Linked DNA regions of Gossypium hirsutum: region 2 is linked to region 1. A link is a contact called in public Hi-C data. All regions are on one chromosome and are shown on one strand. Each heading gives the region's core, a stretch centred on a gene start, on an enhancer-like site or on the middle of the called end of the contact. The rest is flanking DNA. Distances are from core to core; before and after follow the strand shown. Region 1 holds the start of LOC107950810 (FCS-Like Zinc finger 3). Region 2 holds the start of LOC107897055 (cyclin-U4-1).

Region 1 (5,735 bases), core at 1,962-4,461:
GACTTTGGGTTTTCAACAATCAGCTTGATGATGAAAATCAACCCATAAGAATTTAAACCTTTTATTTTTATAAAAAAAAATGAAATTTTTTTTATGTACATAACTTTTTAAAGAATAAGCACCAAATTCATAAAAAAACTATAAATGTTGATGGCTATAAAGTTATTATTCCTTTTTTCTATAATTGCCATGCCGGCAAAATTGGATGAAAGGTAGATTTTTAAATAAAATCTCTCAAAATTAAAATATAATAATTAGATGTTAAATTTTAAAAGACTATCAATATATATGTTGAGGCAAGTTTTCGAAGTGGCTAATGGAAGATGGAAATGATCATTTTCATCATCATTGTGTGAGACATATAAGTTGTCTTATTTGTTGGCATGTTTGATCAAAATATTTTGATGATTTGTTTATCTCTTTTTGAGGATTTTATGCAGCCAATCTCATGTTTATCACTAGAGAAGAGATTGAATAAAGCAAGATTACTTTTCAAGGATTCTTATGTTATTTACTTACCTTGTACACTGGGATATACAATCCAAGAAGATATAAGTTGACTTTATAATCTTGTGTAGCCTTATATTAAAGATAATTGATTTGATGATATTTGAGCATATCAAGATAGATTAAAGCTTACCTTGTGAAGAAAAAATTATCAATTGTGCTCAAAATATGGAAGTCTTGACCAACTTTGATAGAGGTTTTATTGTTAAGGAAAGTGTTTTTGAAGTGTATGTCAAAAGACCAGTGGAAGTGACCACTTCAATCTAGCACTTCGATGGGCAACATAACTTGTCTTATGTGGAATTGGAAATCTTTTCAACCACGTCACTTGGGCAATGACTTCAATGATTTTGTGAATGTGTGTTGGCTTATATTTGAAGATTCATATTGTGGAGCAACAAATTTTTGAAGATTTGATTGAATAGGATTAACCAATCGAATCCTTTAAAATATGGAGATTAGATTAAGATTACATTGAAGACATATCTCGAAAAATTCTACTTTACATTGCACTTTATCAATATATTGTATTTTCCCTATTTAATAGGGATTGAATTGTTGTTGATCTCTAGTATATTATCAAGTCTTGAACACCCATATATTTGAAAAACTTGTTTAGGTTTATGTACTATATGTTCATTTAGGAATGTACTTTTGAATGGAATTGAAGTGCAAACAGATTGTGCTTACAATCTAAATTCTCAAGAGGAAAGTTTAGAGGTGAGTGTTTCAATTTTTAAGTACAAAGGTGAGGTCTCTATACTAGGGAGTGATAGAGCATAATTTACGCTCTTTTTTTGTGGGTTAAAAGATAGTGGGATTACTTATTGAGTTAGACTCCACAAACGTAAAAAAATTAAACTATGTAAAAAAATTAAACTATATAAATAACTGACTTTAGATTCAACTTAATCAATTCAAGCAATTAACCACTTTAGATTCCAACAATATATAAACCTTTTCTAGCATGTGCATATGGAGTAGTGCAGGGACTATACTAAACACTTGACCCATAATTTCTATTATGTCCCATTAATTAACTTCCTATTTCCAGGTTTTCTTTTAGGACAAAAGCATATATCCATGGAGTATAAATGGGCTATGTTTTGGGCTTATGATGATTAAACAAAGATGAATCGCCACAATTTTTTGGACTCAGAAAGCCAATTATTGATATTAAATAAATAAATAAAACTAATCATTTGAACTCATAATGAACTAGAAGAATGGAACAAAGATGAAGAATGGCTTGCAGCTGTATAATGTATGCCCTCCTCCTCTGTTTGGGAGCCTAGAAAATATTTCCATCTCTCTGCTCGACAAGTTGTGTTTTTCTTGAGTTCTTGACGATATTTAAGTTCGTCTATTGCTATGGAAAAATGAAGCTAATTTATTCCTTTTGTAATTTGCTAAAGAAGAGATGCCTTCGAACTATCATGGAAACTAAACGATTCAATCAGGGAGGGTCCATTCAGTACAGAATAAAACAAAAAGTTCTTTCCAGCTCCAACTCTGGTCCGAAATTTACAGGAAATCGGTAAAATATGATTTTCCCCCTTAAAGCTATTGCCCAACACTCAATATACTGTTCAACCATGTCCACATTCATTGAATTAAGCACATACTGATAAATCGGTTTTTTTTTTTTCCTTCTTGCCCTTATTCCCCTTAAAATATTATATATCCATTTGCTTAATGAAAGGGTCAACATGTTAGAACGAATGGTATGATCTCCCGCAGACAGATTGGTCGGGAAAGACTAAAAGAGGGATCTTTGGAACTTGAATGCTTCAAAAATTTCAAGAATACCAGAAATTATAAATCTTTGCACATTTTCCATTAATGAAAACTGCACATCCGATACCCTCCCCTTATAAACATCCACTCCTCTCAAACATCATACCCAATAATAAAACGAAAATACAAAATTCCATTGAAGGTTTCTTTTTTTTTTCCCATTCTTGTCCCGATCTTGTTTTTTCGTTTTTTTTTTTCAAAATTGATGATGATACAATTATCATTTAAAGAAAAAAAGAAGATGTAATTACGACACCGTAACAATGCCCGTCCGAACAGTTTTGTTGGGTGTAGAGCTCTTTGAATCCGATTTTCTAAGAGATCGGCCAGATTTCAATTTCTTTTCTCTGGCTTCATCGATCTCCATCTGTTCTTGTCTACACTCTTTGCTGCAAAACGGTGTATTCCCTCTGCAATTTAAAAATAATAATAACCATCAGAAAACAAGATTCTTTCATAATCAAATCCGGTTCAAAATACAAAATACAAAATTCAACCAACCTGTACATGAAAATATCGGAATTATGAAGCGATTTGCCGCAAACGGAGCAGGCATCCAGATAATGAGCCTCGTAGTGATCTGGGCACCCTGAGTAATAATAATAACCCGACATATTAGTCGCTTGTTTAGAGTGGCCGGAACTGAAAAAGGTTGGAAGAGAGTGTTGTGAGTTGAGGGAGGAAAAGCAGTTGAGGGTTGGCAGCTATATATAAAGAAAGCGTCAGCTTGTAGCTTAGATTTTGACTCGGTGCAATCAGGTAGTACAGGGACTACTGTAAGACTATGTAGCCCCAAAATGGACAGGTGTGTAAATTTGATTGGTGATGTTGTAAAAGTAAGTGCATTATGATACGCACAAATCCAAGGGCGGTATTGGAAATGAAAAGCGGTATTATAAAAATGCTTGATTATTGATACGCTATCTTTCTTACTTTCTGCCAAAGTTATTTATTTTATATTTTTAATTAATTAAATAAAGTGAGTTGCTTTTTCTCTCTCTGATGATTACGAATAAGAATCAAATTTTATTTTTTTTAATATGCCAGGTGTCTGTTTTTAACTAATTACTGGTTTAGGGTTACCGATGAATATTATTTTAATCTTTTTTCAAGTCACCATTGTGGTTTTGGTTCAATGAACTCAAACTCTGCCGTACGTAGTGTTGGATCTTTGGGTGGAGAGCAAAAACACGTGCCACAATCAAATGAAACTTTGTGGCAAATGATGTCCGTAACTACATTTGTCATTTTACGATATGGTCCATGTTGTGTTTATGCCATGTTTTTTTGGCTTCTAATTTCATTATCAATATTTATGAAAATCGAATTATTAAAAAAACTGATTATAAATCAAAATAAAATGATCAAATTCTCCAATAATTATAAAATAATAATTTTTTTGTGTACATTAATAAGTTATCAACTTACGCCAATAGAAGGGAAAAAAAAAGTTGTGGGCGGTTCCTGAATTCTCCAGAGGAAGGAGGACCAGTTGTTTTTTGGCTGGTTTTTTTTTCCAACTGGGATTGAGAAATTGGTAGGGTCCACAAGTAGAGGAAAACAAAAACCGAACTAGGAGCTGAGTAGACGTAGGCCCCACCGATGGAACACAACCCGACAAAAACATCGAAGAAGGGGGCCCACCTGACTCATCATCTTGCTGGCTTTATTACACCTAAAGGTCCATGCATGCTGCCCGTGAAACCCGGGCAGCGTCCCCCAACGTTCTACCATTCCATTGCCCGTGTACGTTGCGTCCCGATTCGATCGCCAGCGCAGCACCATAGAATTATTTGCCGCATCATACGTGGCGGATGTAGGAAAAATGATACTGATTTATTGTAGCGGTCAGGATTGAGATCAAGGGCTTATGAGTTGGTGGTGGTGGTGCTCACGGTGGAGTCGTCGCCATAGTGGGAATCAATTATTGAGTGGGGGCGGGATGTGGACCGCTTGCACATGCTTGTTCCCCCTACTTTGGAGCTCCACTGTAGTAAATGCTCTTTAAATTGACTAGTTTAAGTATCAGATCCCTTCGAATTTAGGTAATTTCAACTTTTTCTTTTTGGATGATTTCATATCAATTTTGTTTTAGATTTAAGTTATTTTATTTTGTATTAGTTTTAAATTTACGTCACTTTGTTTTCAATTATTTATAGTTTTGAATTTAAATCATTTTTTGATTTTATATTTAAAGTAGACTTTACTTATTAATTATCATTATTGATAAAAACTATCAAAAGTGATTTATAGCACATTCAATCACCGCTCTATCTAAATCTATAAGGACAAATCAGTTGTCCAAGATGACATATGATTCTATCTTCTTCTTCTCCATTCAATTTTACCTTGAGCTGTTTAATTCGTATAAAAGGGGAGGGATTGTTTTTTCGTAGAAATAAGAGTATGTCCAAAAGTAACGTCTAACCTGAGCTTCCAACTATTGTAAGAAAAGCAGTCCAAAAACGCAAAGGAACTAAGCCAATAATTTAAAAGTAGGATAAGAGATTGAATAAACTCAAGCTTTCAAATCAAAACTAACAGGTGGGATTTAAGGATAATGTTTTTCTTTTTCTTTTTTTCAGAAAGAAAAAATGCTTTTTTTCCTTTTTTTTTAATGCGATATTTAATGAAAAAAAAAAGTAAAAATTTATTTCCAAAAGGTAGAGTTTGAATTTCAGTGTATACAGAAAATTGAATTCAATTTAATTTAATTATTTAGTGGACATTATGCAAATGAACAGATAAATTCATCCTGTTGCCTTGCATTCATCACTATCATTGTAATAAGGTTTTGTTTAAATCATAATAAAATATCACTTCGCCAATAAAATCACATTATTTTTTTCATTACATCATGCATCCACTTTTTAAATTTGTGGTAATCAAATTTAACTTTTTGTACCCATGCCAAAATTAACATCTTTATAAAATATTTATTGGGTTCAATTTTATTATTTTTACTATTAATTTATCTACCATGCATAAAATATATAGATTAATTTAGATGGGTAAATTTAGTCGCTTAAAAATTTGAAAATAACCTAATTTAGTTAAACGAATTTAATAATTACCGTGGTCAACAACAAAGTTTACAGACTAAAAAATAAACAAATTAAAGTATAGAGACTGGAATATGGTATTTAAGGGATGTAAAACTTTTTCTTTGAAAAAAAAAACTAATAGTAAGTATAGCTTTAAATTAGAGAAGTTATAGCACTGTATTTAATAATAAAAGTTGACTGTAACGTGATTAATTCCAAAGCTAAACAATTAGCAAAAAATTTCTCACTAAGTATTCTTTCTTAAAAGGAAAAACCCCCCAAGTGCAACAACACAATATAAAAAGCAATCTGACTAGATGCTATGCAAGCTCAGGAATTTGTTTAATCATTTATTGGATTTGGAAGTAAAAAACACCTTTTTCTCGT
Region 2 (5,735 bases), core at 1,649-4,148, 220 kb before region 1:
CCTTCCGTTTAATGTGATGATGACTCTATATATGAACCTTAAGGAGTATGATAAAGTTGAGTCAATGATTTCTGAAATGATGGAAAAAAACATACGTCTAGATATATATTCCTATAACATCTGGTTGTCATCTTGTGGATCCCAAGGATATGTGGAAAGAATGGAACAAGTATATGAGCAGATGAAAGAAGATCGGAGTATCAATCCAAACTGGACTACATTTAGCACAATGGCTACCATGTATATCAAGATGGGACTGTCTGAAAAAGCTGAAGAATGCTTGAGAAATGTAGAGAGTAGGATCACCGGTCGGGATCGTATACCATATCATTACCTTATTACACTTTATGGTACTGTTGGTAATAAAGAGGAGGTGTATCGGATATGGAAGGTTTACAAATCTATTTTCCCCAGTATTCCAAATTTGGGTTATCATGCTATGATATCATCTCTGGTTAGGGCCAGTGATATTGAAGGGGCAGAAAAGATTTATGAAGAGTGGCTATCAGTTAAAACATCTTATGACCCTAGAATAGCAAATCTTCTAATGGGGTTGTATGTTAAAGAAGGAAACTTGGATAAAGCTCAGAGCTTTTTCAATCACATAGCTGATGTGGGAGGAAAGCCAAATTCAAGCTCATGGGAGATTCTTGCTGAAGGGAATATTCAAGAGGAGAGAATCGATGAGGCTCTATCTTGCCTAAAGGAAGCTTTTGCAACTGAAGGTTCAAGAAGTTGGAGGCCAAAGCCAACAAATGTTTCTGCCTTCTTTAATCTCTGTGATGAAAAAGAGGACACGGAAAGTAGGGAGGTTGTGGTGGGATTGTTACGGCAATCAGGATATCTCAAAAATGAAGCTTATGCATCACAAATTAGCTTATCTGATGGTGCTGTTGAAAGTGTATTGCCAACATATAGTTCAGGCGATGAGAATCAGGATGATGATTCGGAGGTGCTTCTCAACCAACTGCAGGGCAGTGCGTGATAACCTATTATTTAAAATCTATAAGTGCAGGGAAAGTTTTGTATCTATCTTATCATGGAAGTCATGAGTTAGCATATGCTCTGATGTTGGCAAGGAAAGTGAACTTATAGCCATTTCTCCCAACCATTTTGTGCAGGGGAAGATACACTTGGCAGGTAAAAAACTCACCTACATGAATTCTTGCTGGAGCCCTTTCCTTTGCCCTTGTTTCAAATGTATGAATTTTCCAATTTAAGCTGCTCAAGTGGCAAGAGTTTTCTTCCATTTGTGGAAGGGATATGGATAGTTTATCATTCTCATGACTTGGAATCCATAAACTGTTGCCATTGATAAAATCTTCTAGCACCTTAGGAATTTTCATTGAACATATCTGGGAAAGCTGATTGAACCTATATGTAGGGCTTCAAAATCTTAAAACTGTTTTGGTCCCAAGTCATACATCATTTATCAACTATAATTTTTTTTCTGAAAAAAGGAAGAGTTTTGAGGATTTTTTTATTAATGATTTTGTAAGACATTTTCAAGTTACTTTTATTTCGGTTTAAATCTCCAAAGTTGATTGATATCATCATTATGCTGAGATCTAAGTGAAAGTGCTCAAGTGGTTCTAAGGAAAAATATTTTTAATATCTGATGCTTTGATCATTGATGAGAAGTGAGAGCAAAGGTGGGTCAAATAGAAAAAAGAAAAAAAGAGAAAAAAAACGAATCCCAGTTTTGCAAGTTTCGTTGCTAATTTGATTATCACAAACTACAGTGTTTTGATGTGTAAAACAAAGTGGTGCATCATTTTTCTGTTTTCCAGCTGGAATATTTATATCAGGCTATACCCTCAATGAGCATTCATACATGGAAGAATCATATCATCACCACACACTAGATGATGTTTCAGAAGGTCAAAATTTTGACAAGTCCGTGAATCCAAACAAAAGCAGACAAATAAAGCAGACCCGTGGCCAGGGTAGTCTTCATCTTCTAAGTTATTGTTTTGTTGTTAATTTTCTGCACAAAAGTCATGCAACATCCCTGATCTAGTACAGAAGTTGCCAAGCATATCCTATGGGCTATTATTTGGTACTAAGTTTAAGAAGATAACATGTCTCTCTTTAGATATATTTAAAATTTTTAAAAAAATTAGGCACATGTTGTTATCTTTATAATTTATTCTTTCCACTACATACTCGTAATCCTGAATATATATATATTATAAATTGGCATCAAAATTCAAAACCCTGAATATATATTACAAATTAGTATCAAAATTCAAAACGTTTTAATTGAGTTTTTAAAGTATCAATTATCATATCAATCAAATCTTTTTGTTAATCTAATTATTAGCCTAGTCTTAAAATGATCAAATCTTCTCGTTAACCTAATTATTAGCTTAGTCATAAAATGAATATTTGAATTTGATGTGAAACATATTTAAAATGTATTACATTGATAGTTTGAATTTGACATGAAATATATAATTAAATTATAAATATATATATTTACCACCAACAACTTAATTCTAACATAATGACATGTTGGTTTTATTATTACTATTATTTAACATGACAAACTTAAGTTGCCATTACGATAAGAGTATATACTTTTATTTAGAGTTTGATCAGTATATTTTAAATATATTCAACTTTAAAACTAATATTTAACATCTAAACGAAATAATAAATTTACAAAAAGTAGTTATTTATTTAACACTACATGTAAAAAATTAATGAAGTTTGGAATTAATTTAAAGTTGAAGTCATGTTTGAGGATGTTTGGCATATAATATAATATATAATTTGTTATAGGGAAAGAGCATCCTAGAAAAGAAGGAGAAAAGCATAGGCCGAATACATGGTACCCATCCCAAAAAAACATAACAGATCCAATCTGCTTAGATTTGGAACACATGCTGCAAAGTGCAAGTATCTTTCAGAGACAGGACCCACAAATTACAATCAACATTTTCCCACATGAAATCACATGATGGCCATTGCATGCCATCACCACTACAACATTAGCTACAATTTAATCACGGGAAACCTTTCAAGCAAAATGACTTTAATCCCCAAATCAACCACCTTTCTCTTCCCTTTAGCACAAGTTTCCAAATTTTAATATCGATTTGATGATGTATTTTCTATATGAAAACAACACATTTTAACCTATTAATTTCACCTTCACCTCAAAATCAAGTCATATAGAGTCATTTTCAATAAATAAATACCTTTGAACTTGTGTACCAGCCTCTTATTGGTAAAATCCCACGTTTCTTCACCAAATGGGTACTCCTTTCATTGAAAATACCTACCCTTTAACGACCACCTTACCTGTTTTATAAATATTTCACCTCAACCAGAGAAGCCACGCAACACATTCAACTCTTTTCTGGTCCTAAAAACCTTCTCAGCCATGGCAGAGCTAGACAACCCAAATGTGATGTCAAATCTCATAACTTTCTTGTCTTCTCTCATCCAAAATGTGGCTGAATCCAACGATCTAAACTGTGGGTTCCAGGCTCAGAAGATTTCAGTTTTTCATGGCCTAACAAGCCCAACCATCTCCATTCAAAGCTACCTACACAGAATTTACAAGTACGCCAATTGCAGCCCCTCTTGCTTTATTGTTGCTTATGTTTATCTTGATCGGTTTGCTCAAAGGCAACCCTCCTTGCCCATCAATTCTTTCAACGTTCATCGCTTGCTTATTACGAGTGTGATGGTTGCTGCAAAGTTCATGGATGATATGTAAGTGTTCTTAACTTGTTTGTATAAATCACTCAAAGAATTATTGGATTTCATTTATGGGTTTTGGGTCTTTAGATACTTTGATCTCTTCCATGTTCTTTGAATTATGACTGAATTTAAGCTCTTTTTTTTTTTTGGTTCTTTTCTTTTTGACCTTTTCCCCCTTAGTTGAAGTCAAATGATTAGATATGGTGGAATTGTAGAGCCATTGAATTTGCCAGAAGAATGATTTCTTTGCCGTTCCAACAAATTGTAGGCATGTGAATCCTGGCTGTCCTTCTGACAGTCAGAAAACAATATATATATATACACACACAAAGTTGTTTCTGCAAAGAAGCCTATAATTGAAGTTCAGTGTGATAGGCCAACCTGTTCATTTTTTTGGTTCCTTTTGACCATACACTTCAAATATTCTGGAAAAAAAGAAAAAGTAAGACAAGTGGATAATACACTTTTAATATTCTACCAAAGTACCAAACATTGAGTTTGACCTGACTTTTGGAACATTTATCTTTGTAGGTATTACAACAACGCTTTCTATGCAAAAGTAGGAGGAATCAGTACAACAGAAATGAACTTCCTTGAAGTGGATTTTTTATTTGGGTTGGGATTCCATTTAAATGTAAACCTCAAAACCTTTCACACCTACTATTCCTACCTGCAAAGACAGATGATGATGATGTTGCAACCTCCACCACCAAGTACTGCACCAGAATCCTCTATAGAGTCCACATTGAAAGTCCATTTGTGCTTTAGTGACGAGGAATCCACATCTCATCAAAAGGAACAACTAGCTGTTTAAGGCCTTCAATTTAGTGTTTAGCTCTCAATGTCGTTTCAATTTTGGCGTTTTCTTGTGGATTTCCCTTTTTTTTTTTTGGGGGGGGGGTGGTTGGATCTCAAATTGTTTATGCATGTACAGATACTGGGAGTTGCTTTCTTTTTTACAGCCTGGCTATATACATATATGTAAGTCTTTTTTTCTTTCTTCTGAATTTATTACTCCTGCTTTGTTTTGATTCATGATTGTGGCCTTTTTTTTTTCAATGATGAGGAAAATTGTAAATTCCTTTAACACGTTGTAAGGTTCATTTTCATTGATGCTCCTCATTTTCCTCCCAATTCTAGTTATAGTAAGGGAGTAATTTTGATTGATACCACATGCCGTTGTTCACGTTAAGATTCTCAAGTATTAAGACTTTGGGTTTAATACTTTGGGTTGAACAAAGAATGAAAGAAAAATATGCTGCTTTAAAAATTCTTTTGGGAGAATTACCATTTTGAATTTAGATTTCGAATTAATTGTTGGAATTATTTTAAAATTTAATTTTTTTAACTTTATTAGGGTGATATTCAAATTAATCCAATAATAATTTCAAGTTCAAGTTAAAATTAATATATATATAACATGTGCAATCACATTTACAAGCAAGGTTGAGTGGCTTAGGATACTTCTCTCTTCGATGGCATGGGGAAACGAATTTAGCATAGCTTAGGGTTTAATGCTAGGCTAGTCTAGGGACAGTCGGCCCACCAATACTCCAAATCTTTAGCTAAGGTGGTCTCATCTTTCCAGTAGTGAAGAGCACAAGGTTTTGTTTTCCAATGGTTTTGTGATATAATCGGGTTATCTCAATCTTCTTCGTTTCAAGTAAATCACAAATATTTATATAAAAGATTAAAATCCACTTCCATATTATTTTTTTTTGCAAAATACCCTTTTGCTAATTAATTCTTCCAAAAATAAATCATGAATTAAATTTTTTTAGTAATGCTTAATAAAATTAGGCCAGTGAAAAAGATAATTGACAAAAAATAAAATATAATTGCAACAACGACTCTCTTTCGTTAACGCAAATTATTAGTTGACTGATTTAATTATTAATAATGCTGGCATGGTTAACGGCAACCAATAGAAAATGGCACTTGACATTATTCTTAAGCTTTCTGGAAATCTCATTCGAATTATCTTGTCATTGGTGATATGATTGTAGGTTTTGTTTTTGGGAGAG

Evidence for each region. Hi-C and Micro-C count contacts between places; a contact is called where the count stands out from the background.
Region 2: a Hi-C map of leaf shows a contact between it and region 1, with 2.6 times the contacts expected there. The contact joins the promoter of LOC107897055 here to the promoter of LOC107950810 in region 1. A contact is called at or near these places in 8 of 34 Hi-C or Micro-C datasets (callus, leaf and seedling).

What each region holds. Positions count from the first base shown.
Region 1 is chrA08:8,682,177-8,687,911 of Gossypium_hirsutum_v2.1, reverse strand. LOC107950810 (FCS-Like Zinc finger 3) reads right to left here and starts at 3,211. Exons shown (of 2, transcript XM_016885765.2): 1 at 2,806-3,211; 2 at 2,323-2,714. The coding sequence starts at 2,918. The coding sequence ends at 2,552.
Region 2 is chrA08:8,904,224-8,909,958 of Gossypium_hirsutum_v2.1, reverse strand. LOC107897055 (cyclin-U4-1) reads left to right here and starts at 2,898. Exons shown (of 2, transcript XM_016822427.2): 1 at 2,898-3,723; 2 at 4,243-4,796. The coding sequence starts at 3,389. The coding sequence ends at 4,525. It overlaps LOC107896945 (pentatricopeptide repeat-containing protein At1g02150), which reads left to right. Exons shown (of 3, transcript XR_001684006.2): 2 at 1-1,140; 3 at 1,791-2,161.